Linked DNA regions of Gossypium hirsutum: all the other regions are linked to region 1. Evidence: chromatin contacts called from public Hi-C data. All regions are on one chromosome and are shown on one strand. The core of a region is the stretch at or near the end of the contact, and the rest is flanking DNA. Distances in the headings are between cores, read along the strand shown. Region 1 holds the start of LOC107914766 (probable UDP-N-acetylglucosamine--peptide N-acetylglucosaminyltransferase SEC). Region 2 holds the start of LOC107914757 (protein TIC 22-like, chloroplastic). Region 3 holds the start of LOC107915427 (pentatricopeptide repeat-containing protein At1g63080, mitochondrial).

Region 1 (3,515 bases), core at 55-2,554:
TATTATTCATTGGCCAAAAATTTCCATTAGTGAAATTTATCCATCGATCATGTATAAAATATTTTCTTTTATATTTAAAATGGAAAATATTCTAATTATATCATCAAACTATCGATGTTATATCAATTTGGTCCTTTAATTGTTGAAACCATTAATCTAAGTAAAATGTTGCTAAGTAAGTTTTAAGGAAAAGTAAAATGTTGCTAAGTAACTTCTAATAAAAAAAGAGTAGACAATAATTTTTGTAAAAGTTTCAAAAACCAAGATTTTTACTACATACATTTTTATAATATTCATTTTTCTTTAAAATTTTCATTTTAAGTTAAATCACATAAGATTTAAGGTCTCATTTGACAGTTAAATTAATGATTTTAGTAATGAAAGGACCTTATCGATATAACACCATTAGTTTGAAGATATAATTAAAAAATTTTAAAATTTGAGAATCAATTTAAAATATAGATCATAGCTTGAGGAAGTTTGGTCAAAATAAAAAATAAAAACTATTATATGCATCGGATCCAGTCCGGCCCGTTAGACACGTCTCTAATGGACTGACTTTTCCCGACTGATTTAGGGTCAATTCTTCATTGCTTTTGAAAAGTGCTTTTGAAAAGTGCTTTTGAAAAGTACTTTTGAAAAGTTTGGTTTAAAATTTGGGTGTTCAGCATTACTGTCAAAAAGTACTTTTGAGAAATAAAATGTCCATTTTAGACATGTTATTATCAAGTAACAAATATGCATTTAAATAATATTTAAATTAGTTAATATTATTATATTTTAGTAATAATATAAAAATTTATTATAACTTGTTAATATTTTAATATATGAAATATAAATTGTAAATATTTTTAAGCAATAAATATTAATTATTTATAAAATTTAATTAGAATATATAAACTATATTTTAAATATTTAAATATTTGTAATTAGTATTTTAAAAATATTTTTTTTATTTTTAATTAATGATTTTAACACAATTGTAATTAAGCACCAAAAAAATATTATGTTCTTAGAAGGGTGAAAAAGTAATTAAGCACCAAAAATACTTTTAAGAGAAAAAAAGTTAAAATTTTTAACTTCTATTTTTCAGCTCATTTTCAAAAATTAAAAATTTCAACTAAAAATAACTTGTTTTTATAAAAGTTAAAAATATTTTTTTTAAGCAACTGACCTTTACTCAACTTCATAGTCTGTGGACACGTTAACTTTTACCTTCCAAAACTGGACCTAGAAATCCCCTACGACCCTTACTATTCCTATGCTACATGGAATCTCTTCTCGAAACTACTAAATACCTCTTTTAAGTATATGAACAGTGTGCAACGTGGTGAATAACCATTGCATAGTAGTGGAACTATAAGCTCAGAGAGTTCACACGTCACAATTACCGATTCAATGTTAATATTTCTGGTTCTTAGTACGAAAGTTTGTATATGAGAGGTTGAGAGACATCATAATCGGAAAAGCGGGGTTTTCTCTCAATATTAGAATTTAGAATTTTCTCGAGAAAAAATTAATTCAAATTCCTTTTACTTCTCTATTTTCCTAGAAAGTTTTCTTCGTGATCCAAGCGGGAAAAAGAGAAATGCTCTCCTTGCAGAGCGATCCTCGGCTGCAACAGTATCACCATAACCAACTGTTTCAACAACAACAGCAACAGGTTCAATTGTTTCTGTATAACAATGACTCATCGAGTCTGAACTCGGATTTTGGTGGCGCCGTTGCTGCTCCTGCTCCTGCTTCTTCCTCTTCTTCTGCTGCTGCTGCTGCTTTGTCTAATGTTAAGCTCTCTGATCCAAATGAAGGTTCGTTTATTTTTGGCCTTTAGCAAATTTTCCATGCTTTCAAAATTTTCACTTCTAGGGTTTTGCAAAATGTCTTGTATGTAGATGCATGGAATAAACTATACTGCTATATTTGCATGTAATTGTGCTTTTATGTTTCGCTTTACTAAAATTTTCTCTTAAAAGAAGCTTAGCTTACGGATTTCAAGTGGATGCTTGAGTTTGGGCGATTATTTTTACTTAGCTTTAATATTTCTTTCTTGATTACTTTTGCTATTTGCCTTTTACTTCGGATAGGAAACAAACAAGTTTATTTGAAGATAAAAAGAACATTAGTAATACTTTCTTTTCTAACTTCAAAATTTTAGATTTATTCGGTACGATTATATAAATATTGATTATACGTAATGTATTAGCCATTTGCTCTTTTTTAATCAGATGTTAATTTTCTTCAACTCTTAGTAATTTTTTGAAACTTTTGAGAAAGCAAAAGGCTAGTAATAAATGCAATAACTCGGCGAGTCTTAATTAGTCGGCTTTTGATTGAAAGCTATTTTTATTCTAAGATCTGTGAACAGTCTCAATCATTTCATATTTATGGGTGAAGATGTTTGCTTTTGTTTAAGCTCTTTTATAGCAACGGTTACAGAGTCCTCCTATGGTTGGTATGATCTTTTGAAATTATAAATTTGTTAGTCCTGATCTTGGGATTTCATCCTGAGTTAACCATTGTTAGGTTGAGCCTTCACTTTTCTTATAATTAATCAAGGAACTCTTGTGTTAAAAAGTGGCATTTTTTAGGTTAGATGGTGCACATCTTGTTATTCACTTTTAATTGATGGGAAATTTTCTATCTAGAAGTAACTTTTAGATTTGGAAATGTCATATGACTAACTTATGTTGTGCAAGAACTAGATGTGTAACACATAATAGCAATTAACAGATGAAAAATTGAACACCAATATGACGCCAGACTTGGGAGTTAGGGCACTTTTCAGTTCATAAATTTAAGGACTGCTTCTTTTAATGACAAAAATCACTTCCATAATCATACCTACTTTGGCTTGAACTACTTCAAACTTTTGGAAATTTTGACCCGTAGAATTTTTAGTTGTTAAAGATGCATTTATATCAGGATGTGATTATGGTAGCCGAGGAACTCTGGGGCTTTTGGTTGATTATAGTGGTTGGAGGTTTTGTCCCTTATAAGGTAGCTCTTCTGCTTGGTAAGATAGCTCATGCTGGACTGAATTTTAGAATTCTGTATATCATCCTTTTTGTCCCTATTTTTATACTTGCTTTAGCATTAAAAAAATCCAATAATTAACCATTGGGGTTGGGAGTGTAAAACCGCACATTGCCCTTTGACAATGTTGGATTTTGCCCGAGGGTGTGGCAATTACAATATTCATGTCTATTTGGAAGAACCTTCTAACATATCATATTTGTTTGTCTTTTCTTTTCTCTTTACCTTTCCTTTTTGGGTGAAGTTTAGTTGACATGGTGAGGACTTAAAATTTGTCAATGCTGAAGGGCATCTACGTGTATGTGTTTCAGTTGATGACAACACACTCATGGCACTTGCTCATCAAAACTACAAGGCTGGGAACTACAAGCAAGCTTTAGAACACAGCAGTGTAGTCTATGAGAGGAACCCATGTCGTACTGATAACCTTCTTCTCCTGGGTGCAATTCATTATCAGGTTGTTTCATAGGTTTTGATTGATT
Region 2 (3,517 bases), core at 31-2,530, 280 kb before region 1:
TTGAAACTTATAAGAACCCAAGATAGAGAGCATAAAATTCATTCTATCCATATAACACAAAGAATCACAGACAAATCAGCTCATTGTATAACAAACTACTCACTCTAAGTGCATTCTTGATCTGAGTGGACTCTGGTACCAGCCTAAGTGCCACATTAGCAACCTGCAGCTGGACAACCTGCAAAACCCCCATATCCTAGCATGACTCCTCCAACATTTATCTCATTCATATAAACCAAACAAACAATTAATTACACAATGAAAAAAAAAACCAAATTAATTAAGTTTTAAAGGCACGGTAAGTTAACAATCTAATAACAGGCTCGATTTCGTCTTTTGCTTTTGCGGCTTACTATTTCCTTGCTCAAAATGTTGCTAAAAAGAAATATCAGAAAGTAAAAAGCTCAATCCTATGTCACTACAAGAACAAACAGCTGAAGCGTAAAACATTTTCAAATCTGTTATTTTATCTTTTATATCTAAGAAAATGGCAAACATAAGTGGGAAACAGACATTAGCCTCTTAATGGACTCCATAGTCCATAAAACTTTGTACATTTTCTACACAAATTCAATCTATCAAACGCATTTTGAAAAATCCAAATAAAAAGAAAAAAGGAAAGAGAATAACCTTGTTGAGAGCAACAGCAACCACTTTAGAACCTCCTTTTCGCATGCCAGGATCCATACTCTTCATCTGTTCCAAAAGAGCCTCAGCGTCCTCCTTCTTGAAACACAACAACCCAAGTGATTTTTTCGTCGAAACACCCGAAACCAACACGAATTCCTCCTCTGAGTTACTCAAGGCATAGACCGGAACCCCAGCCAATCTCTCTTCTAATTTCTCAGCCGGCATGGCAGCACCGTTTTTTTTACTCAAAGCAATCTGGGTCTTGCTAGAATCAGCAATTCGAGCAAAAACCGGACCTTTTGGAGAAAAAGAAGGCGGATTAAAGTGAGAAAAGGTGGAGTTAAAAGCGTCCATCAACTGATTGTGAGTTTGTCGGAAGAGAGAAGAGCAGTGGGTATGGATGTTCGAGAAGGCTTGCTGGAGGTCTTGGAGAGGAGGGGTTTGTTTGAATGGCGAGAAAATTTTGGGGGTTTTGGAGTTGCTAGGGGAGTTCATCTTTCTTTCCTTTTTGGTTCTCGGGAAAATTTAGGATAATATCGGAGAAAACAGTGAGCTGTTGTAGTTGGAATCTGTTTCGGGGATTAGAAGGGAGCGACCGAAAGGAGGGAAATAGAAAAGACATTCATTTGCCGGCGACAAGCGAGAATTTAGAAATATGGGCCGGACGGGTGGGTTGGGCCTTTAAACAAAATTATTTAACCCTCGAGTTAGATTGGAACGACCCAAATTAATATCTATTAATAATAAACTCTTCAACACCTTGAATCACTATTTAACTCATGATTAATCGGGTCGGATCAGTTAGTCGGATGGAGTGGGTATTACGACTGATTTTTCATGTTTGGGGCCCAAAGCAAGGGAAAAGTCGAATCTTAAACCGACTCAAACTCAGCCCAAATACCAAAAGATTAATGAAAAATTATGGAAACATAAAATGAGCACTAAACCCTGAGGACACAACCAACTTATGGGCCAAGCCTGCTTATTCTCTAAAAATTTTTAAATAGAAATTAGAGATAGCTGTCCTGTTATCAAGGAAAGTTGGTTATATTTGGTTCCCACAACTCAAATCTATTCATCTAATTCTAATTTTAAAACTCATAGTATAGAAAAAATTTGATTTACTTTTTCTTCAATTATAACAATATTATCCTTTTCAATAATATATTGCTATTTTTTGAATCATGGTCATTGGAAAAATTTAAAAAAAAAAGAGTTACTTTTGAGACAAATTTACTATTTTTTCATAATTATAAAAATCAAAATTTAAATTTATTTTAAATACAAACCAAATGTTTAAAACTTATTTTAAATTTAACCATATATTATTTTGAGATAACTGCGTTATTATTTTTAAATAAACTAATGATATTTTAAAATAAATAAATTAAATTACATATTTGTCAATAATGAAATAACTTTTTAATAATAAATGCTATTGAAAATGTTAAAATTAATAAATTTTTATTTCATTTTGAAAAATATCATCACATTCCAAGTAAAATATTTAGTTAATTAAACGTATTGTTTTAGTCATTTTAAGATGATAATGGACTGTAAGGATTCTTCACACCCCGAGGATGATGGAAGGCTTGCAAGACATAGGGTAATTTATACTTCAAGATGCTCTTCCATGCTTCATTCATAGCAGGGGCGTGAAGAGTTTAAAAAAAATTTAGTTCTTTTTAACCTTTGATTAAATGGAAAAACCATAATTTTAGCTCCTTTTGAAAATTTCAATACAAAAATTTTATCTTTATCCTCCTCTCCAAATTTTATAATATTACCTCAGTCTCTTTAAACAAAATTTTTAACTTCACTCCTGAGTTTAAGAAAATATTTAAAAAGTGTATGAGTAAGAAGTGAACTCATACCTCAAACCAGTATACACGATACTTTTACACTGAAGGAATCATGGGAGCTTGGCTTGTGTGATAATGCATAAAGGTTTGAGGCTTAGCCGTTCAGTACTTGGGACTAGTTGAGGTCATTGTCCTTATTGGCAAGGTTGCCCTACAATTCACTGATCTTTGGCAGGTATTGTAGTTGATTCCAGAGAAGTGCTTGCTAGCCGCCCATTGTATGACAACTATATCAATTATGGAGATTCTTTTCTCTTAGGCTAGGTAATATATTTTGGCTTGGGGCTATTCCTTTAGGCTTAATATATCTGATTTTATAGACTTTACTTGTCATTACTCATTTTTACTAAATATTATAATCTTACATTTTTAATAATCCACAATTACATTTCATAAAACTTTTAATATAAAAAATTTTAAATATCACTCAAATATAAAGTTGATCTAGAACCATCTTTCTCCTCTCTTATAAAAAAAATACAAGAGACTAAAAAAAAAACATAATCAAATTTAAGGGTGATATCAGTTCAGTTCGATCAATTTTTTTAGATTTTTTAAACTGTCTATCATAATTCGATTCAACTTGATTTGGATCTCATTTTTTTATATTAATTTTTAAAAATAATTTTAGACTTATTTTAATAAAATGAACCATCTAAATTTTTTTTGTCATAAACATGTATAAAAAATAAATTTTCAAAAATTTTTGAATTTATTATTTTAAATATAAAAGATTTAATTTTATGTTATAAAAAAAGTTAAAAATTAAATAAAAAATAGAAATAAGTTGGATTGTGCATTGAAGTAATCAAATTATAAATTAGAATGATGGAATTTGAAAACAAAAGTGTATGATTCTCACACAAGAAAAAGGCGTCTTTGTCATTTAGTCGTGAAAGGTGGTTGTAGTGGTTGTTGCCAAATAACGGGATTTGTATAGAAAAAGAAAGCAATATAAGCGTAAAGTGGAGATTGCGTCCTATGTGGGAAACCTACCAACAGCTCACCATTCCTTTCATCACATA
Region 3 (3,599 bases), core at 748-3,247, 360 kb before region 1:
GCTCTAAAAATAAAGTGGCGGTGCATATATCTGCAGAAAAGCCCTTACGGACCATTTCCTTAAGAACTTCTGTTGCCTTCGAAGTATAGTTGTTTTGAAGAAACCCCTGGATCATTACATTATAACAGCAGCTATCAAGCAAACGATTATTATCTCCCATGCTCCTAAACAACTGGTATGCTTCATCCTGCAATCCCTCTTTACAAAATCCATTAATCATTATAGAATATGTGTAAACATCAGGCTTTAAACCATTGAGTGAGATTTTATGAAATAATTCCTTTCCAACTTCAATATGCCCAGCTTTGCACAAGCCATCAATTAGGATATTATAACAGACAATATCGAGTTCCAACTTGCTGTTCCGCATTGCTTGAAAAAGTTCCAAAGCCTTTTCGAGTTTATCACTTTTGCATAAACCATTCAACAAAATTGAACAGGTCATTACATTTGGAACTTGTCCAAAAGCAATCATCTTCCTCAAAAGTTCACATGCAGATGAAACTCTCCCTAGTTGACACATACCTTGCATAAGAGTGTTGTATGTGACAGTATCCGCAATTGGTCCTTTTTGGGATATTTCGTGAAAGAGTTCCATTGCTTCGTCTATCCTTTTAGCTTTGCAATATCCATTGATCATGATGTTGTAACTAGATATATCAGGTGCACAACCCTTCTTAATCATCGACCGAAATACTTTTCTAGCTTTATCCATCCTGTTTTGCAAGCAATGACCGTTTATTAATGCACCATAGGTAACAACATTAGGCTCAATGCTATGCTTTATCATTGTGTCAACAATATCTTCAGCTTTAGAAACCTTCCCTTCCTTGCAATGCGCATCAACCAATATATTATATGTGACTAAATTAGGCTCAATGCCTTGCTTCTTCATTGTATCAACGGTATCTGGTGCTTCAAAAATCTTTCCATCCTTGCAGTGTGCATCAATCAATATATTATACGTGAAAATATTAAGTGAAATATTATTATCCACCATTTCATTCAGAAGCCTTGTTGCCTCCTCCTGCTGTCCCAAATCATACATTGCATGAATTAAGCAACTGTAAGTAACGATATCTGGTCTAATGCCTTTAACCTTCACTTGGGAGAAGAGATGGAGAGCCTCATTTAGTGATCCCTTCTTACAAAGTGAGTCAATGACAGTGTTATATGCTACGATATTGGGTTCAGAACCTCTATCTTCCATCATCCTTAGAAACCTAACAGCTCGATCGGTATTCCCAGTCTTAGACAAACCATTAAGTATTGTACTGTAAACAATTAAATTAGGTTGATACCCTTTGTCAACCATTTCATCAAACAAACTCGTAGCATGGGAAATCTTACCTTGCTTACAAAGTCCATTAATCAAAGTGGACAAAGTTACAACATGAGGCTCAACACCTAACTTCAGCATTTTCCCCAAAACAGAAAACCCAAAATCAATATGGCCTAATTGACAATAGCAGTTAACCAAGATGTTAAAAGAATAAACATCATGGGGAACACCTAATAATTCAATCTGGCTATACATCGACACAACAATGGCATAATGTTTCATTCTAACAATGGTTCCTAATAATTTGTTGAATTCCACAACCGAGGGCCTTGGGTACTTGTCAATCATCTCATTAAACAAAATCAAAGCATCATCAACATTATCGAAGTTTTTTGGGTTTCCCCTTACAGACATGGAATTCTTAGTGAAATGTTGGATGTGGGTAGCAATGGTTTTAGAAGAAGAAGAAGAAATAGAAGAGCGGAAAATAGAAAGATGTTTTCCAGCACTAACAATAGAAGGAAGAAGTAATGGAGGATTAAGCTTACCCAAGTCTTGAAATTAAGCAAAATGGAAAAGAAAGAGAGCTGAGGTTGAGCGGCGGAAGAATGTATGTTTGGTAGTCAAATTTAGAACTCTGGGGCGGGAACGGGTCGGATAGAACTCGGTCTGACGATGGTGAAATGAAAGGGTTTCAACTATGCAGCATGTTGGCTTTTTTAAAATGGTTGATTTTCAAATTTCACAAGGGTCAAATTAAGCTAAAATATGTATAAAGATTAAATTGAAAAAAATTATAAATATTAAGGATTAAATTTAATATTATGTGAATTAATTATGAAAAGAATTTTCCTCCAATGGCTTCTAAATAGAGATTTAATAAAATTGACTTTAATAAAACATCATTAAACAAATTTACAAAATTGTATATTTAATCTTAATCTTAATTTTGGTCAAATTTTATTATTTGATCAAAGTTGTAGATTTTGTCTTTGTATCTTAATTTGTTTAATTTTAATCCTACACTTTTTGAATACTAATATTTCATTATTTACCCTAAAAATAATTATTAAATTCATTAAGTTAAATAATGATATTTTAAAATTTTTATGTAATACCTTATCATATTGCTATTTTCATAAAGTTACTTACAAAGAATCCATATCATTTTAAAATTTTAAAAATTTAAAAATATAATGACTGATTAAATCCGTTAATTAGGAATAATATCGAATTAATAGCAGAATTTGTCCGATTTAAGCCAACAGTATAAGGACCTTGAATCTTTTACTATACATTCAAACAAAAGAAAATCCCCCACGGGCATCCCTGTCTAAATTATCCAAAGTTTCTTCTGCTGTGAAATCTAACATACACCTTCCACTCCCTATGCATTAGCATAGTAATTCTCCTGACCAGAGCAAACGAGCTCAGATTAGCCTCTTCGCAGTTCAGCAGCACAAACCGGTTTCATAATTTCATTATCTATACTACTTGACACCTAAGTTCATCCAATATAAACAGGGTTCCGAGCATATAAATCACATACAACAAAACCAGGAGGAATGAAATTAACATCATCCCAATTCCACATACAACAATACTGAAAATTTTAACTGTCAAACTTTACAGAACATATCACAAATAGGAATCCAGTTCACAGCTTTAAAGAAAGATTAGTGTCCGCTATACTGGATGCGGCTGAGGGAGACTTTGGCATAACACCACAATTAACCTCCTCCACGGACTTTGGCAGAAAATGAGCTTAACCTGGAAAGCAAAATCTGCTTAGGTGTAGCACCAAATATGTTAATGCTAACTATTTTCTCAAAAACACACTAGAAATTACAAGTAATGTTTTCTAATATATTCCTAAACCATGCAGCCAAATAATAAGCATTTTAAGGAATGAGAGAATCAAGCAGCCACCTACTGGGGTTGTTGGTCAAGACCATCCAATGGCTTCAAATTTTGTGTTCAAGTGTTGAGGATTTTCCCGCAATATTCTCATTGGTGCAGACTACGGGCTCCAATTGGCAGGAAACAGCCATCCCAATGAAGAAAGGTGGATGTTCCGATTACAGATACAGACAAGATAGAGTTTCCAATATTTTTCACTCAAATTTTAGCTTTTCAAAATTTCTTTCAGCAAGATTCTCACTTACTTGAGAGGTCTGAGAAGAAAACATGCGGAAAAAGATCACTGGTGCAAAAACATTGCGTATAACATTTATTTCTTTCATCCTTAATGTTTTAAGTACATCTACTAAATTGAAAATAGACCTTAACAATCAATGGAGTTTCCAAAAACTTTTAA

The links. Hi-C and Micro-C count contacts between places; a contact is called where the count stands out from the background.
Region 2: a Hi-C map of leaf shows a contact between it and region 1, with 2.2 times the contacts expected there. The contact joins the promoter of LOC107914757 here to the promoter of LOC107914766 in region 1. A contact is called at or near these places in 7 of 34 Hi-C or Micro-C datasets (callus and leaf).
Region 3: a Hi-C map of leaf shows a contact between it and region 1, with 1.5 times the contacts expected there. The contact joins the promoter of LOC107915427 here to the promoter of LOC107914766 in region 1. A contact is called at or near these places in 2 of 34 Hi-C or Micro-C datasets (both in leaf).

The regions. Positions count from the first base shown.
Region 1 is chrD10:25,795,174-25,798,688 of Gossypium_hirsutum_v2.1, reverse strand. It overlaps LOC107914766 (probable UDP-N-acetylglucosamine--peptide N-acetylglucosaminyltransferase SEC), which reads left to right and starts at 1,304. Exons shown (of 28, transcript XM_016843787.2): 1 at 1,304-1,808; 2 at 3,345-3,490. The coding sequence starts at 1,589.
Region 2 is chrD10:26,074,740-26,078,256 of Gossypium_hirsutum_v2.1, reverse strand. LOC107914757 (protein TIC 22-like, chloroplastic) reads right to left here and starts at 1,280. Exons shown (of 8, transcript XM_016843779.2): 1 at 631-1,280; 2 at 104-178. The coding sequence starts at 1,125.
Region 3 is chrD10:26,155,491-26,159,089 of Gossypium_hirsutum_v2.1, reverse strand. It overlaps LOC107915427 (pentatricopeptide repeat-containing protein At1g63080, mitochondrial), which reads right to left and starts at 1,997. Exons shown (of 4, transcript XM_041102279.1): 1 at 1-1,997. The coding sequence starts at 1,696. LOC121222200 (pentatricopeptide repeat-containing protein At1g62930, chloroplastic) reads right to left here. Exons shown (of 1, transcript XM_041102278.1): 1 at 2,580-3,599.